2 separate regions of the Sus scrofa genome follow, and region 2 is linked to region 1. Evidence: chromatin contacts called from public HiChIP or PLAC-seq data. All regions are on one chromosome and are shown on one strand. Each heading gives the region's core, a stretch centred on a gene start, on an enhancer-like site or on the middle of the called end of the contact. The rest is flanking DNA. Distances are from core to core; before and after follow the strand shown.

The links. HiChIP or PLAC-seq counts read pairs in DNA pulled down with a chosen protein or histone mark.
Region 2: a contact with region 1 is called in an H3K27ac HiChIP or PLAC-seq map of skeletal muscle. The contact joins two enhancer-like sites. A contact is called at or near these places in 2 of 5 promoter capture datasets (fetal skeletal muscle and liver), 31 of 47 Hi-C or Micro-C datasets (adipose tissue, alveolar macrophages, blood and 14 more) and 2 of 2 datasets of contacts at active chromatin or transcription factors (alveolar macrophages and skeletal muscle).

Annotation. Positions count from the first base shown.
Region 1 is chr2:61,215,182-61,222,523 of Sscrofa11.1, reverse strand. It overlaps EPS15L1 (epidermal growth factor receptor substrate 15-like 1), which reads right to left. Exons shown (of 23, transcript XR_002341604.1): 21 at 6,454-6,536. Among named protein-coding and RNA genes, the nearest start is that of KLF2, 54 kb to the left of the region's middle. Within about 2 kb of position 4,758, at least 34 of the 83 cell types and tissues checked have an H3K27ac peak or open chromatin away from gene starts, as enhancers often do. A contact at or near this core is called in omental adipose tissue and skeletal muscle, where this site is marked.
Region 2 is chr2:61,366,396-61,373,737 of Sscrofa11.1, reverse strand. AP1M1 (adaptor related protein complex 1 mu 1 subunit) reads left to right here. Exons shown (of 12, transcript NM_001243917.1): 6 at 6,891-7,017. Among named protein-coding and RNA genes, the nearest start is that of AP1M1, 16 kb to the left of the region's middle. Within about 2 kb of position 3,902, at least 11 of the 83 cell types and tissues checked have an H3K27ac peak or open chromatin away from gene starts, as enhancers often do. A contact at or near this core is called in omental adipose tissue and skeletal muscle, where this site is marked.

The sequences.
Region 1 (7,342 bases), core at 3,509-6,008:
CACTTCCACCCCGTGTCCTTAACTAGTTTGGAGGCACTGGATCAAGATCAAGAGGCTGAAATCAGCCACTGCTACCACCACCTCAGCCACGAGCCCTCCCTGAACCAGCCTGGGAGGGAGTTTGGGTGGGATCCACGACTACATCCTGAGCCAAGGGCTGTGAGGAGGGCTAGGAGCCTTGGCCTTCGGGAGACCACCCTGGAGCCCCTCTCAGAGCCCAGAGCCAAGGAGCCTGCACGACACAGAGCGGGTGGAGCAGGAGATGCCCCAGGCACATGGTGGATGTGACCCAGGCAGACCGTCTATTGCTCTGACTGCAGAACCCGCGGCATCTGCTCTACTCTGGGTTGGGGAACAGAGGGGCCCTCGGTGTCCCAGCCATCTGGCGACGGTGGGCGGGTGGCTGTGAGAGAAGAAAGCGTACTGACCGCTGGGCGGTTTAGGCCGAGGAGGAGCAGGTTTCTTCGGAGGCAGAGCGGGAGTGTCCTGTTTACTTTTAAAGGGGTCATCTGAGAATCCTGCCCCTCCAAAGGAGGAGGTGAAAGGGCCAGAAGTTGGGGGCTGTAAGAGAGGACACGAAAGAGAGGCAGAAACAGTTGTTAACACAGAGGCAGCGGACGTCCACCGAGCCCTCCGGGCTGCGCGGCACAGCCCCCGCTCTGACCCGGGATCTCTCACGAGCACCCACTATACTCCACCCTCAACAGCCGGGGTCCTCCGGCCTGTGAAGGGCAGCCGGCAAACACAGAGAGCAGTCGAGAGTGGCCTGGTGCCTCGATGGGCTTATGGCATGGCAGGGCAGTGCGGTGGGTAGGGAGGTGGGTAGGCAGGCAGCACTGAATGGCCCTGAAGCTTGGAGGGAAGCACTCAGCATTCTTCAAGGCACGCAGGGCCTTCGTCATAGCTGCCCCCTCACCCAATTCTTCGGCCTGAGCCCTGCAGTTCTCCCAGTCTCCTCCAAGCAATTTCCCAGTGCCTGGAACCTCTTTTGAGCCCCCATCCCCAGGCCCCCATATACACAAGGTCTCCAACCGGGGGTTTAACCTGCCCCATTCACCTCAAGTCCCTCTTCTCCCTCAGAGACTGGCTGGACCTCACTGCCGCTCCCAGAGCTCTCCCTAACACCCCTTCCAGCTAACTGTGCCTGCCTGGACATCCCGGTGGGAGTTGACAAGACAAGTGCCACCATGCCACAGTGATGGGTACCCCGGCCCCTCCAGCCTAACTGGGTGGCCTGAAGGGCAACTGCCTGTGACAGCTGCCTGTGGTGGGCAGGGACTTGTCTATGTGTGCACCCCACCTGGAGCACCAGCACAGTGCTAGGCCTTGGACCAGCTACACCCCAAAGGGAAAAGATCGCTTCCTACAGGGGTGGGGGACCACTTTCACTAAAACAGAAAATAACCAGGAAAAAGTAGAGCAAGGTGATTCATCAGACATAAAAGGAGTTGGTGGACACAGGAGTAAAAACACTAACGCATTCCTTAAAAAGCAAAGGAAGGGAGACGCAAAGCAGGGATGGAGGAAGGGAACTCAGGGAAGGGCACCTGCAATTCTCTCCCCAGTGAAGAGGGCTGAGGGACAGAAAACAAAGCAGAAACACAAGGCACTGGGACTATCTTAGGTAATCTGCTTTCAATACATCTCTGGAGAAGTGGAGAGAAGGGCTGACGCCAGTCACGGAACAGGGCTCCCCGCTTCTCCTGGGTCCAGTTACAGGGATGGGATGGGATGGGATGTGGCCACCGTGCCCCAGCACCTAGTCCCAGATACTAGTCTCAGGTGGGAGAGAGGCGGACAGCCCATGGCGGGGGGGGTGGCGGCGGTGGCTGCTGCACACTCAACCAAGCCCACTGGGTGCCTGGGTTGCTCCATCCTACCCCACCCTCCAGGGCCTCCAGAGTAGGAGATGCTGACTCCATGCAGGTCTTCTCACTATATCTTTCCAACGGCCTTGGGACAGAGTCCTACTGTCCCCACCTCCATTTTATGCATGGGGAAACTGAGGCACAGGGAGGAGATGTGGCCTGCTAGTCACACAGCACCTCAGTGGGGGAGTCGGGGTGGGAATCCACGTCATTCGCCTCCTGGGCCAGGAGTCCCAGGCCCTGCACTCGGCTGCTGGCAGCCCAGCCCCCACGGGAGGTCTGGGCACTGTCCTCAGGCCCATGGGGGAGACACTGTACAGATGCAGGCAAGGGACAGAGCAGCAAAGAAGGCCTGGGGAATAAGGGGTCACATAGGGAAGACCCATTTGCCTACCAAGACCACCTTAGCCTGGGCAAGAAGGGCTGCCAGGGCTGTGGCACAGCAAAGAAGGTAGTACTCCCCTGCATGATGGCTACTCCCCTCTCCCAGGCTTTGAGACATTTGTCCTTTTCGGCACTAAAGTCAGGGAGGCTCTGCAAGACCTGTGGCTTGAGTTTCTAGAACGTGTTCTGCAGAGCATGGGGGTCAGGGTAGGATCTGGAGGCCCTGCTACCAGCTCCATGCTTCCATTTCCTTGTCCGTGAAATGACAATAATGACAGGCTCACGGGGCTACGGCAGGACAGAAAAAGGTAATGTGTAAATCGCTCCACCCAGCATTTCAGAGGACATCAGCATAAAGGCAGCATGGTATCATCAAGCCAAGGGTGTGGACCTGACTAGAACATCTCTTGGATGTCCATGCATCTGCATGCCCCCCATCGCCCAGCAACGCTTTCCTTCTACCACTTCCTGTCATCCAGACAGGGCCAGCAGGAGAACCAAGGTGCAGTGACGACCTGTAGTTTAGTTCGGCTCTAAAACGCGTGAGTGCAGTTTGGGAAAGAGGACAGACTGAGGGCTAAGGAGACAGAAGGGAGGGGGAACACTAGTATCTCTGCTTCTGTCATGCACAGGGCACGCCCTGGGTCCAAGGCTTTCTCCACTCTCACCACAACCTGAGACAGGCAGGCAGGAATCAAAGCCAATTTTCTTGGTGGAGAGGTGGCGTGACCAGCCCCGGAAGGCCCCGCATAGACCCCAGTTCTTGTCCTGGATGCTGGGAATGCATGCCCTCTGGGGAAGGGGTACAGAGGGACACCTGGACTCCCCCTGAGTTTCGAGGTGCACGAGGCCTCATCCTCCCAGCTCATACACTGCACTCTGGAGCGTGAGCCGCAGTGATCTTCCTGGCTGGTTGGGGACACCGCAGGCCAAGCCAATTCTCCACCCCCTCTTCTGTCTGAACCCACTGCACCGGTGGGCCCACTCCAAGGTAAAAGGGTTTCAACCGTAAACGCCTGGTTCGCCCACAGCAGGGAATTATATCACTTCTAATACTGAAAAGCCTGCGTCATTTCCGAATCCCAACTTTCATGACTTTGAGTTTCCCAAGAAGCCTCCTTTGGGACCTGACTGGTTCCTACTCAGACAGTGGCTTCAGGGAAAGTCGCTATTTTTAGAAGGGTTTCAGTAAAGCCGGTAGGGGCTCTCTGGCCGAATAGAGTGAAGTGTGCTCACAAGAAAAAAAAAAAAAAAAAAAAAAAAGGGACAGAAAGCTACTATATGAAAAGCAGCTCTATAAAAGGTTCACAGTTTAAATAATTGGTTTAAAGCAAATGACTCTCAACCAAAAAAAAAATTGTCCTAAAGAGGAATGCACGCTTTTGAAAAACAACTGAAAATGGGCTGACAAATGGTCAAGTATTTCATAGGTGACCTTTTTTTTTTTAAGGGTGGGAGGAGTAAAATAATAAGTTAGAGTCTTATTTTTATTCTCAGATATCTATTTTGGGGAATGTGTTCTTAAAGGAAGGTAATGTAGGCTTGATACTGTCTAGAAAAATCTCCTCAGGTATGGGGGGACCTCAACTAAAAATGCAAGCCCAGAGAACCTCGAAGGAATCTCCTGGAGTCAGATTGCTGCCTGGCACTTTCCTTTAGCACTGCCAGGCAGCAGGAGGACACTCCATCTGAGGGGGAAGTTAAGAAAGAGCACCAGCGTGCATCACCAGCATGCACTGCCTCCCCAGCACACTCGGGTGGGAAAAAGATAGCCATGTTAAACACACACACACACACACACACACACACACACACACACAAAACCAAGCCAAAAAAACAAAAAAGAAACACCTTCTTGCCACTTTACTTTCATTTCCTTCAGCATTTTATTTATACACACGATGTTGTTCTTGAAAAACAGAAAGGGAACCAAAAGGGAAAAACAGAGACCTGGGGGTTAGGGCCCTGTATTCGTCTGGGCAAGTGGCATGAGAGCAGGAGCTGACGGGATCGTGGAAACAAAACAATGGAGTACCGGAGACAAACTTTCCACAGCCCTGTCCAGCTCTGTCCCACCCAGCGCCACCAACAGGAAGGTGCACTGGCTCTGAAGTCACAAGTGCACATTTGTGCAGCCTGCCGGGGGACAAGAGACCAAGGAGAGGGAAAATGGAATGAGAAGAGGGAAAATGCCACTTTAGGTCAGAAGGGGCAGAAAGAGGGAAGATCCAGGCTCTGGCGAGTCTGCAGCTACAGCAAACGCAGGCACTGCCTGGGGGAGGGAGGGGCAGCCGTTGCTGCCATCTGGGGCCCCACCACTCTGGTGGCCCCATCGCAGCCCCATGAGCCCGAATAGCCTCAACTCAGGTCCTTCTTGAAACAGGGGGCCTGGTTCATGCCCTCTGCTAGCTCTCCCTCACTCCCTCGGCCTCCGCGGTCAGCCTTGTGCAGGGAGCTGGCTCGAGAATACAACCGTGAGTGCCTTCCCTGGAAGCTGCTGCCACCGTGTGGCTGACAGATTCTGCAAACAAGGACAGAAGCCGAGGACACACAGCTCCATGCAGTGACGGGTAAATGAGGCAAATCTCAGGCCCTGGGTGCCTTTTGGCTGATCCCACATAGCATCCCAACCATCAGTGTCACAGTTTCCAAGTCAGGGCTGTAGACTCGTTCCCTCCGGGCACCAGAAGGAGAGAGGCCACAATCCCAGCACCTCTGGCTCCCTCCTGAGGCAGCCGATGGGCAAACAGATGCTCTGCCTCCCACCTGAAGCTAGATTTGCTACCGCCAGTTTATGTTCACATGCTTCTTTGAAAAGCTAAACAGAATCTCAGATGCTTCTTGGAAGCCACACACCACGATCGCACATTACTAACCACAAAGCTCAGTGCCCAGAGAGCTGTGCACCCCTCAGGCTGAGTGAACATGGAGGAAGCAGGCAGGGCACCTCCAGGAGCTGGCATGCGCGGGTCCAAGAGGCACAGGAGTCCCCACGGTGGGCGCCCACTGCCACCCACTCCAGGGGCTCCCTCCCCCGCCCCCTCGCCACCACTGGCTTGTGAGCCTTCCCCAGGTAGGGCGCAAGATCAGAGAACTGTATCTGCAGGGGGTCGTCCCAGTGCCCAAGCCCGGAGCAGGCAGGAAAGGCTGGTGGGTTCAACGATCGATCGCAAGGCTTTATGACTCCGGGGCCAAAGGCTGCATTGCCTGAGCTCTTTAACTGTGAGGGATCCCACCCTCACCTGCAAGGAGAGGAGCAAACGCAGGTGCCAGCAACAGGGACTGGGACTCAGGCCAAGATGTGCACACCTAATGCCGCTTCCCTAATCCTTGTCAAAGAAACCAGACCCACAGTCAAAAATCAAGGGACATCAAAGGTTAGAACGAAGAACAGCAGGCCCTCGACCCTTTCTCACTCGCCAAGGCCAACATCTTCAACTTAGCAGTTTCCTATGGAATTAACCTCATAGGCTTCCACTCTTATTTCTTAATCTGTTCCTTTTGGACATTATCTATCGACTGACTTCCTGCTAAATTAAAGATCTAACTCTCTAACCACACACCCAAGCCCCTGCCAAATGAGCTCAACCACCACCTGTGGGGTTATATTCAGTCAGCTTATGTAACTCTGGCCGGGCAGACACCGTCCTGTCCAGCCAAGGGTGACTATGGTCCTTCCTGCACAGCTGACTTTTCACTTGCGCATTTATTCACCAAGCCTAGTCCTCACTTTCCACATCCTTCTCAGGTTCTGCCCACTGGCAGACCCAGACACATCTCCTGCCTTCTGGCCCATGGCCCACGGTTCCATCCTTAGCGGGCTGCACATCAGGGCTGGCCCTCTGGCTCAACACCTTCCCAAGTTTGTTCAGCCACAGAGACTTTATTCACTGAGGTCTGATGGCCGTCAGAAACAACAGGGAGCAGGGGGAGCCTGCGGCACTCATGCCTCAGGGAGGGACTCAGGGTTCTGGCAGTTCTGCCTAAGGACGGGAAATAGGTCCAGTTACAGTCACGGGCGCTTTCCAGACCCTGTCTGCTGAATCATGACCTCACATGAGAATGCATTTCAGAGTGTGACAGGTGCCAAGGAAATACATATGTGGCATTAAACAATTATGCCTGGCAGCCCACAACAAGACCACGACAAGAGGCACAAGGATAATGGGAGAGCACAGGGGCTCCATGGGAGGGGCTTTACCTTGGACATCTGGCTGAAGTCGGCAAAGCCCTCAGCACTATTGAAGGACCCACTTCCGAAGGGGTCTAAGGTTCCAAAGGGACCTGCAAGCAGCACCAGCAGAGGCAGAGTTACAGGGTGTCCACAGAACACACCTCCTGGAGTAAAGGGGAAATGTCACCTCTTTGTTCTCAATGGCCCCTAAAGCCGGAGACCCATGGAGGTCACATTTGTTGGCCAAGGTCGTGAATCTGGGTGCAGACCCCTCAAAAAGGCCTCCCCCATCTCCTGTCTATTCTGGGTCCTGACCTGGATCCTGGCCATGACAGCCAGCTCAGGGAGAGCAGAGGGACTCTGCCTTGTGTCTGTGCCACAAGCCAGCAATGTTCAGAGTCACCAAAGGGGTGACAAATGCCCTGGGGAAACAGAGCCTCTGTCCTGCCGGATTGGGAGGGGAGAGTGAGAGGAAGGGGACCCGCCAACTGCACAATTTACGTGGGGAGGTCATCTGTGGGGAAAGACTTTTGCTGCGCTTTCTCTTTTGCGGGGCGAGGGAAGGAGGCGATTTGCCTGGAGTAACCCACAAGCCCACCTATGAAATCAAGCTCTGTTAACTAACAAGCGCAAGATGCTAAGCAAGGCCGCAGTACCCAGTGGGGCCTGTTCCCAAAAAGCAAGGGGCAGTCTGCAAACACCCCTTTCCTTAAAGGCTCAAGAGCTTTATACTGTGAGAGAAGGTTTTCTCAAACACAGCGCCTAGAGCACAAGCCTCAGCAGAACTTTGGCTTCCTTTAGGAAACAATCCAAAGGAATGAACCAAAGATTCACAAGGAGGAATGAGTAGAGAGTAACTAACACATTGGTATTATGACTGAATTAAACCCCTACTGCCAAGCTTCCTTTCCAGAAA
Region 2 (7,342 bases), core at 2,653-5,152, 150 kb before region 1:
AATATGATGCATTTAAGATTCATCCAAGTTGCTCTGTTTATCAAAAGTTTATTTCTTCTTATATTTGTTTATTTTATATTCTGAATCACAGTTTATCCATTCACCCATCAAAGTGGGTTGTTTCCAGTGTTTGGCAATTGTGAACAAAGTTGCTATAAACATTTCATGTATAGGTTTATGTGTGGACAGAAGTTTTCATTTCTCTAGGGCAAATACCCAGGAGTGGGATTGCTGGGTCATATGGTAAGTATGTGTTTAACTTTATAAGAAACTGCTAAACTGTTTTCCAGAGTGGCTGTAACATTTTTGCATTTTCACCAGCAGTGGATGAGAGTTCCGGTTGCTCCACATCCTTCATCAACATTTTTATTTTTGTCATCTTAATAGGTATCTCATCACGGTTTTAATTTTCATTTCTCTAGTGATTAATGATGTAAAGCATCTTTCTGTGTGCTTCCATATATCCTCTTTGGGGGAGTGTCTCTTCATGTCTTTTGATCATTTTAAGTTGGGTTGTTTGTTTTCTGATTGTTGAGTTTTGAAAGTTCTTTATATATTCTGGATAAACTTTTTTGTCAGATATGTGATTTGTAAACAATTTCTCCTAGTCTGTCACTGCTTTTCATTCTCTTGGCATTACTTTTCACAGAGCAAGTTTTTAATATGGAGAAAGTCCAAATAACAATTTTTAAAACTGGTTATGCTTTTGGTGCCATATCTGAAAACTCATTGCCAAGCCCAAGGTCGCATAAATTTTCTCCTAAATTTCCTTCTAAAAGTTTTATAGTTCTACATTTGTTTGTTTGTTTGTTTACTTATTTTGCCTTTTAGGTCCATACCCGAGGCGTATGGAGGTTCCAGGCAAGGGGTCAAATTGGAGCTACAGCTGCTGGCCTACGCCACAGCCAACGGCAACACAGGATCTGAACCACATCTGCAACCTACACCACAGCTCATGGCAACACCAGATCCCTAACCCACTGAGCAACACCAGGGATCGAACCCACATCCTCATGGGAAATAGTTGAATTCATTTCTGCTGTGCCACAACAGGAACTCCCATTTCTTTTCCTTTTTTTTTTTTTAAATTGGCTACACCTATGGCACATGGAAGTTTCTGGACCAGGGACTGAATCTGAGCCTCAGCTGCAACCTACGCTTCAGCTGCAGCAGCACCAGATCCTTTAACCCACTGCACTGGGCTGGGGATCAAACCTGTGCCTTTGACCCAAGCCACCGCAATCAGATTCTTATCACACTGCACCACAGCAGGAGCTCCCATTTCCAGTATTGGTAATTTATGTTGTCTTTCTTTTCTCTTTGTCGATCTTTTAAGAGGTTTATCTGTTTTATTGATCTTTACAAAGAATCAGCTTCTGATTTCATTGATTTTCTCTTTTGTTTTCCTGTTTTATATTTCACTGATGTCTGCTCTTGTCTCTAGTATTTTCTTCCTCATGATTTCAGCTTATTTTGCTCTTCTTTTTCTACTTTGTTTAAGTGGAAACTGAAGATTCTATTTTGAAACCTTTCTTCTTTTCTAATGTAAACATTTAATGCTTTAATTTCTCTCTAAGCACTACTTTAGCTATATCCTATACTGATATGTTGGATTTTCATTTTTGTTCAAAACATTTTCAAATTTCCCCTGAGACTTCCTTTTTTTTTTCCTTTCTTTTTGAGGGCCACACCCATAGCATATGGAGGTTTCCAGGCTAGGGGTCGAATCGGAGCTGTGGCCACTGGCCTTCACCAGAGCCACAGCAACACCGGATCCGAGCCGCATCTGCAACCTACACCACAGCTCGAGGCAACGCCAGATCCTTAACCCACTGAACAAGGTCAGGGATCGAACCCGCAGCCTCATGGTTCCTAGTCGGATTAGTTTCCCCTGCACCATGACAGGAACTCTGAGACTTCCTTTTTGACCCATGGATTATTTAATAAAATATGTGTTGTTTAATTTTTAAATGAAGATTTTTCTGTTATCTTGTTATTGATTTTTAGTTTAATTCTATTATGATCTGAGAATATAGTTTATATACTCTCAATTATTTAAAGTTTGTTAAGGTTTGTCTTAATGATCCAGAAGATGATCTATCTCAGTGACTGTTCCACATGCACTTGAAAAAAAATGTATATCGTGCTTTCATTGGATAGAGTGTTCTGTAAATACCAATTAAATCCATTTGGTTAATGGCATTATTCAATTCTTCTGGCAATTCTTGCTAATTTTCTGCCTGTTGGTTCTACCTATTACTGACAGAGGAGCATTAAACTCTCCAGCTGTAATTGTGAATTTAGCTGTCTTTGCTTAACATATTTTGAATTTCTGCTATTAGGCACAAGCAGTTTTAGGATTCTTCTGTTTTCTTTCTTTTTTTTTTTTTTTTGTTGTTGTTGTTGTTGTTATTGTTATTGTTGCTATTTCTTGGGCCGCTCCCTTGGCATATGGAGGTTCCCAGGCTAGGGGTTGAATCGGAGCTGTAGCCACCGGCCTACGCCAGAGCCACAGCAACGCGGGATCCAAGCCGCGTCTGCAACCTACACCACAGCTCACGGCAACGCCGGATCGTTAACCCACTGAGCAAGGGCAGGGACCGAACCCGCAACCTCATGGTTCCTAGTCGGATTCATTAACCACTGCGCCACGACAGGAACTCCCTTCTGTTTTCTTAGTTAACTGACCCGTTTTATCATTATATACTATCCCTCTTTATCCCTGATTTTTTTTTTTTTTCCGCTCTGAGGTCTGTTTTGCTGTTATCACTCCTTAATTCTTTTGATTAGTCTTTACATGCTATATGTCTTTCTATCCTTTTACTTCCTTTTTTTTAATCCTTTTACTTTTAACTTATTACCTGTGTCATATATCTTATAGAAAGCATATAATTGGGTCATTTTTAAAATCCATTCTGGCAGTCTCTGTCTTTGATATGTTTAGAGCTTTTATACTTACTATAACCATTAATTTGCTGGGATTAAAGTATACCATTTTATTATTTGTTTTCTGTTTGTTTCCCCTGGTTTTTTGTTTATTTGTTTGGGTTTCTTTTTGTTTTTTTATGGCCACACCTGCAGCATAGGGAAGTTCCCAGACCAGGGATTGAATCCAGGCGGCAGCTGGGGCCTATGCAGCAGCTGTGGCAATGCCAGATTCCTTAACCCCCTGCACCCCCTGGGGATCAAACCCACACCTCCACAGAGACCCTAGCTGCTGCAGTCAAATTCTTAACCCACTGTGCCATAGCAGGAACTCCTGTTCCCTGTTTTTCATTCCTTTTGTTTCCTTTTCTTATCTTTCTATGATCTATTTGAACATTTTTAGTGTTCCCATTTTGTTTCTTCATTCTATATTTTTTCTTCGTACAGTTTATTTAGTGGGTGCTACAAAGTATATACTTACTTTCTTATCATCTACTTAGAGTTAATATTTTACAACTTCAATTGGACTTTAGAAACTTTACTGCCCCTTTATAGAGTTGTCCTATATATTCATCTGCATACATTGAAAACCATGTCAGGCAGTGTTGAAATGTTTGCTTTCAATTGTCAAACGTACTTTAAAGAACTCAGGAAGAGAGTAAGAAGACTTTCTACCATATTTAACCAGATACTTACCATTTCTGTTTTTCTCCCCTCATTCCCAATTTTCCAGGTTTCCCTCTGGTACAATTGCACTTCTGTCTGAAAAGCTTCTTTTAGCAGTTCTTTCAGAACAGACCTACTAGCTATTTGATTTAATGACAGAAATTTTTTTGAAATTTGAATTTCCTGGAGCCTAGGATATGAGAAAATAGAGAAAAGGGGAGAAATAGGGGATTTCCATACTCCCTCTGAGCAGCAATAGTTCCCCTTCTGGCCCTGGAGCCAGAGCTAGAGGCTTCCGCAAGCTCTATCTTCACCCCAATGCTCATTTCCACTTCCAGCTTTCTGCTGCACTTTCTCAAGGGCCGGGGGTGTTGTGGACTGCTCACTCCCCCAGCTCTTCCCAGAGCTGCTGGAAGATTTTCAGTCTTCCAGTAGTTGTCCATGCATCCTGCCCAGGTTTTATAGCTGTGGCCAGTGGCAGGGAAAGAGCAATGCTAGCCAATTCCATCTGCCCTGCAGCCCACCTGACTCCACACGGGAGAGGACCTCGCCTCCCTGCCTGGGAAGACCAGGACTGACTGGGCCAGTCCCGTCCTGTGGGCCACTTAGGTATGCCCGTTTCTGACTTTTACAGCCAGTGTAGAAATGAGCGGGATTGCTCATCCTCAGGCGTGTGCTTGGGCATCTCTCATACTGGGAGGAATTTCTAGAGGGCTGAGTTCCCAGACATGCAGTTGCTAAGTGACAGCACTTTCCAAAAAGGTTCTCCTGAACGTCAGCATATTTGCCATCTTACTTTCTAAGCTGTGAGGCAAGGCAGTAGCCTCACTCACTGCGTTACCCTCCTGCCTAAGGACCTTGGTCTAAATTGTTTACTAAGCCCAGAACATGGCTCTAGGGTGTCCCAGGGCTGAGAAGTAAATCCCAGGGAGCAACTTATAAACAGCCGTGTGGGAGAGCACCAGGAGTTCAGGGGGGTCCCAGCTACAATGTGTCCTCGCATGTGGCACCGCCCAAGGATGACCCCTGTTCTTCCATACAGGAGGCAGCACAAGGCAGGTGTGGACATCCCAGGCATGTTAGAACACACCTTCCTAAGTCTTGACTGCAGAGCCAGCAGCCTCCAGAGTCAACAATGGCCTCCAGAGCCCGGAAATCTGGTTGTACTGGTATACCTAGGTAGCCGATCCCCTGGCAAACAATTCCTCCATGCCCACCCTGGGGAAGGCACTGGCTTGGGGCTGCCAGTCACACCCTAGCTAAGAAGGCCAGCCCCTTCTTAGTTGCTGCCCACAGGGCTTGGATTAGCCTTAGCCACTGCATGGCTTCTGTCTCCACTTCCTGAGCCCTCTTTCCCATCTTTCAGCTATAGAGGGCTGTGTAGTACCAATTCCCCAAGCAGAGATAGCCCCGAGAGAAGGGGATCTAAGGGCAGACAGCTGGAGTAGGGGAGCACAGAGGACCCACAGCGTAAGGACAGGTGGGAGGGTCAGTTGGTGTCAGCTCAGAGCCCAGGGGTGAGGGGCCGTGTCTGCATGGGCTCGCTGAATGCCTGCTGCCCCAGGCACTGTTCCCATGCCCAACCCAGCAGTGAGCAGCCTGACATGCCCCCTTCCCCAGAGCATGGACAGAGATGGACAGACAGGCAGACAGGGCTGGTAGGGAGGTAAAGGAGGAGGCAGCTGCTGTGCACGGTGGGGCAGACAGATTCCTGCTGAGGCGAGCACAGTGAGAGGCCACTGTGGTCAGAGTACAGTGAGCAATGGGAGATGATGGAGCCATACCCCCAGGGCCTTCTGTCTTGTTTTGTGTCTTTCTTGGGGTCGTCATCCACTTGGCACCTCAGTTCTCCATTTCCCTCAGAGGCAAAGAGCTTTCATGTGTGCATGTGGTACTTTCTACACACTTGAGTTAAAGATTGGACAGGTTTTCCTGCTTCTCTGCAGAAATTGGAAACTCAGACCCTCTGAGGAACAGCCCAGGTGGCCCCGGGCCTCTGAGTTTGTAGCCCTCTGTTTCTCTCACTGGTGTGGATGTGTTGTCATGTAGAAGAGCACATGGTGGTCAGTCCAGGCTGCAGCCCCAGCACCTCTGCCAGCCACTCTGTGCCCTCGGCACATGGTCCCCCCTCAGTGCCTCAGTGTCCTCATCTCTAAAATGGACTTGAGGAGAGGTGCTCCAGCAGCCTGCCTCCTTCAGGACAGTCTCCAAGTTTGCCCATCATCCCGCTGTGATTTTTCAGTTGCATTCTCAGATGCCTTCTGGTTTTCACATGAGTTACTCCAGTTGCCAAAGTCAAGAGCCCCACCCTGTTGAGGAGAAACTATTCAGTAGTATGAGAGCTGTAACTATATTTGCTTAAGTGTATTGGATTTTTTTGTTGTTGTTTTGTTGCTTCCATGCCAGCGGCATGGGAAAGTCCCCCAAGCCAGAGAGCTGACCTGCATCACAGCAGTAACCAGAGCCACAGCAGTGATGCCAGAGCCTTAACCTGCTGAGCCACCAGGGAACTCCAGTGTATTGTTATTTTGGATCAATGGTTATCAGACTTTGGGGCATGTCTGGGAGCAGGGCCCAGGAAGCTCCATCTTCATCAAGCCCTAGAGGGTGTGGGGCCAGTAGCCTCACCAGGCCTCACGTGGAAAAACAGAGATTTCCAGAAAAGTGATTCCTGCCTGCTCCGAGAGAGCCCCACAGGGCTGAGCAGATGAGCGGACACTGGTAGAGTCTGCATCCAGGCTAGCCAAGCACATGGCCTTGAGCCACCAGGTCTGCCCCAGGCATCCTGGGTGCTCCTCAGAGGGAGTAGTGCATGAAAGAGCCCTCAGACAGGGTTCCGGGTTCTGCATCACCAGGCCCATCTGAGAGGGAGGAGCCCGGTGTGGCCTGAGGCCTAGAGGGCAGGGCCAACAAGTGTCTGCCTCCCCAGCTGAGGGCACAGTGAAAAGGACTTGAGGAGTTCCCGTTGTGGCTCAGTGGGGTTAAGAATCTGGCTCCTTGAGGATGTGGGTCTGATCCCTGGCCTCACTCTGTGGGTTAAGAATCCAGAGTTGCTGCAAGCTGCAGTTTAGGTCGTAAAATGCGACTAGGATCCGATGTTGCTGTGGCTGTGGCTCAGGCTCCAGCTGCAGCTCTAGTTCAGCCCCTAGCCCAGAAACTTCCATATGCTATAACTGCAGCCCTCAGAAAAAAGAAGGGCTCCAGAATAGGGTGGCCAGGAGGGTCACGCCACATGGTGAGGGACAGTGGCTGGTACGTGGGGCCTCCCCTCACCTCTTCCGCCCACCCCACCCCCCCAGGTCAGTGCCAACGGTAATGTCCTGCGCAGTGAGATTGTGGGCTCCATCAAGATGCGGGTCTTCCTGTCGGGTATGCCGGAACTGCGCCTGGGCCTCAATGACAAGGTCCTCTTCGACAACACAGGCCGTAAGTACCCCATCTGGGCCCTGTGGACAGAGCAAGTCTCACCCCTGGGGCTGCTGAGAGAGTGTTCCACAGGGTGACCGAGTCCCTCACAAGCATTTGATTTAGAGACATTTTCCCATTGTTTACAACTGTGAAAACTAATAAATTAATACCTGCACATAGAGGACACAGGAGAGTAAAAATCCAAAAGCCAAGTCCCCTCATCACCTGGCAGGTCAGAGGGCACTGGTGAGCATCTTAGGTGCCCAACACATGGAGGATGGTATGGCAAGTCCTCAGCCCCGCCCTCCTGGAAGGGACTGCAAGGCTCACACTCTCCTCTCAG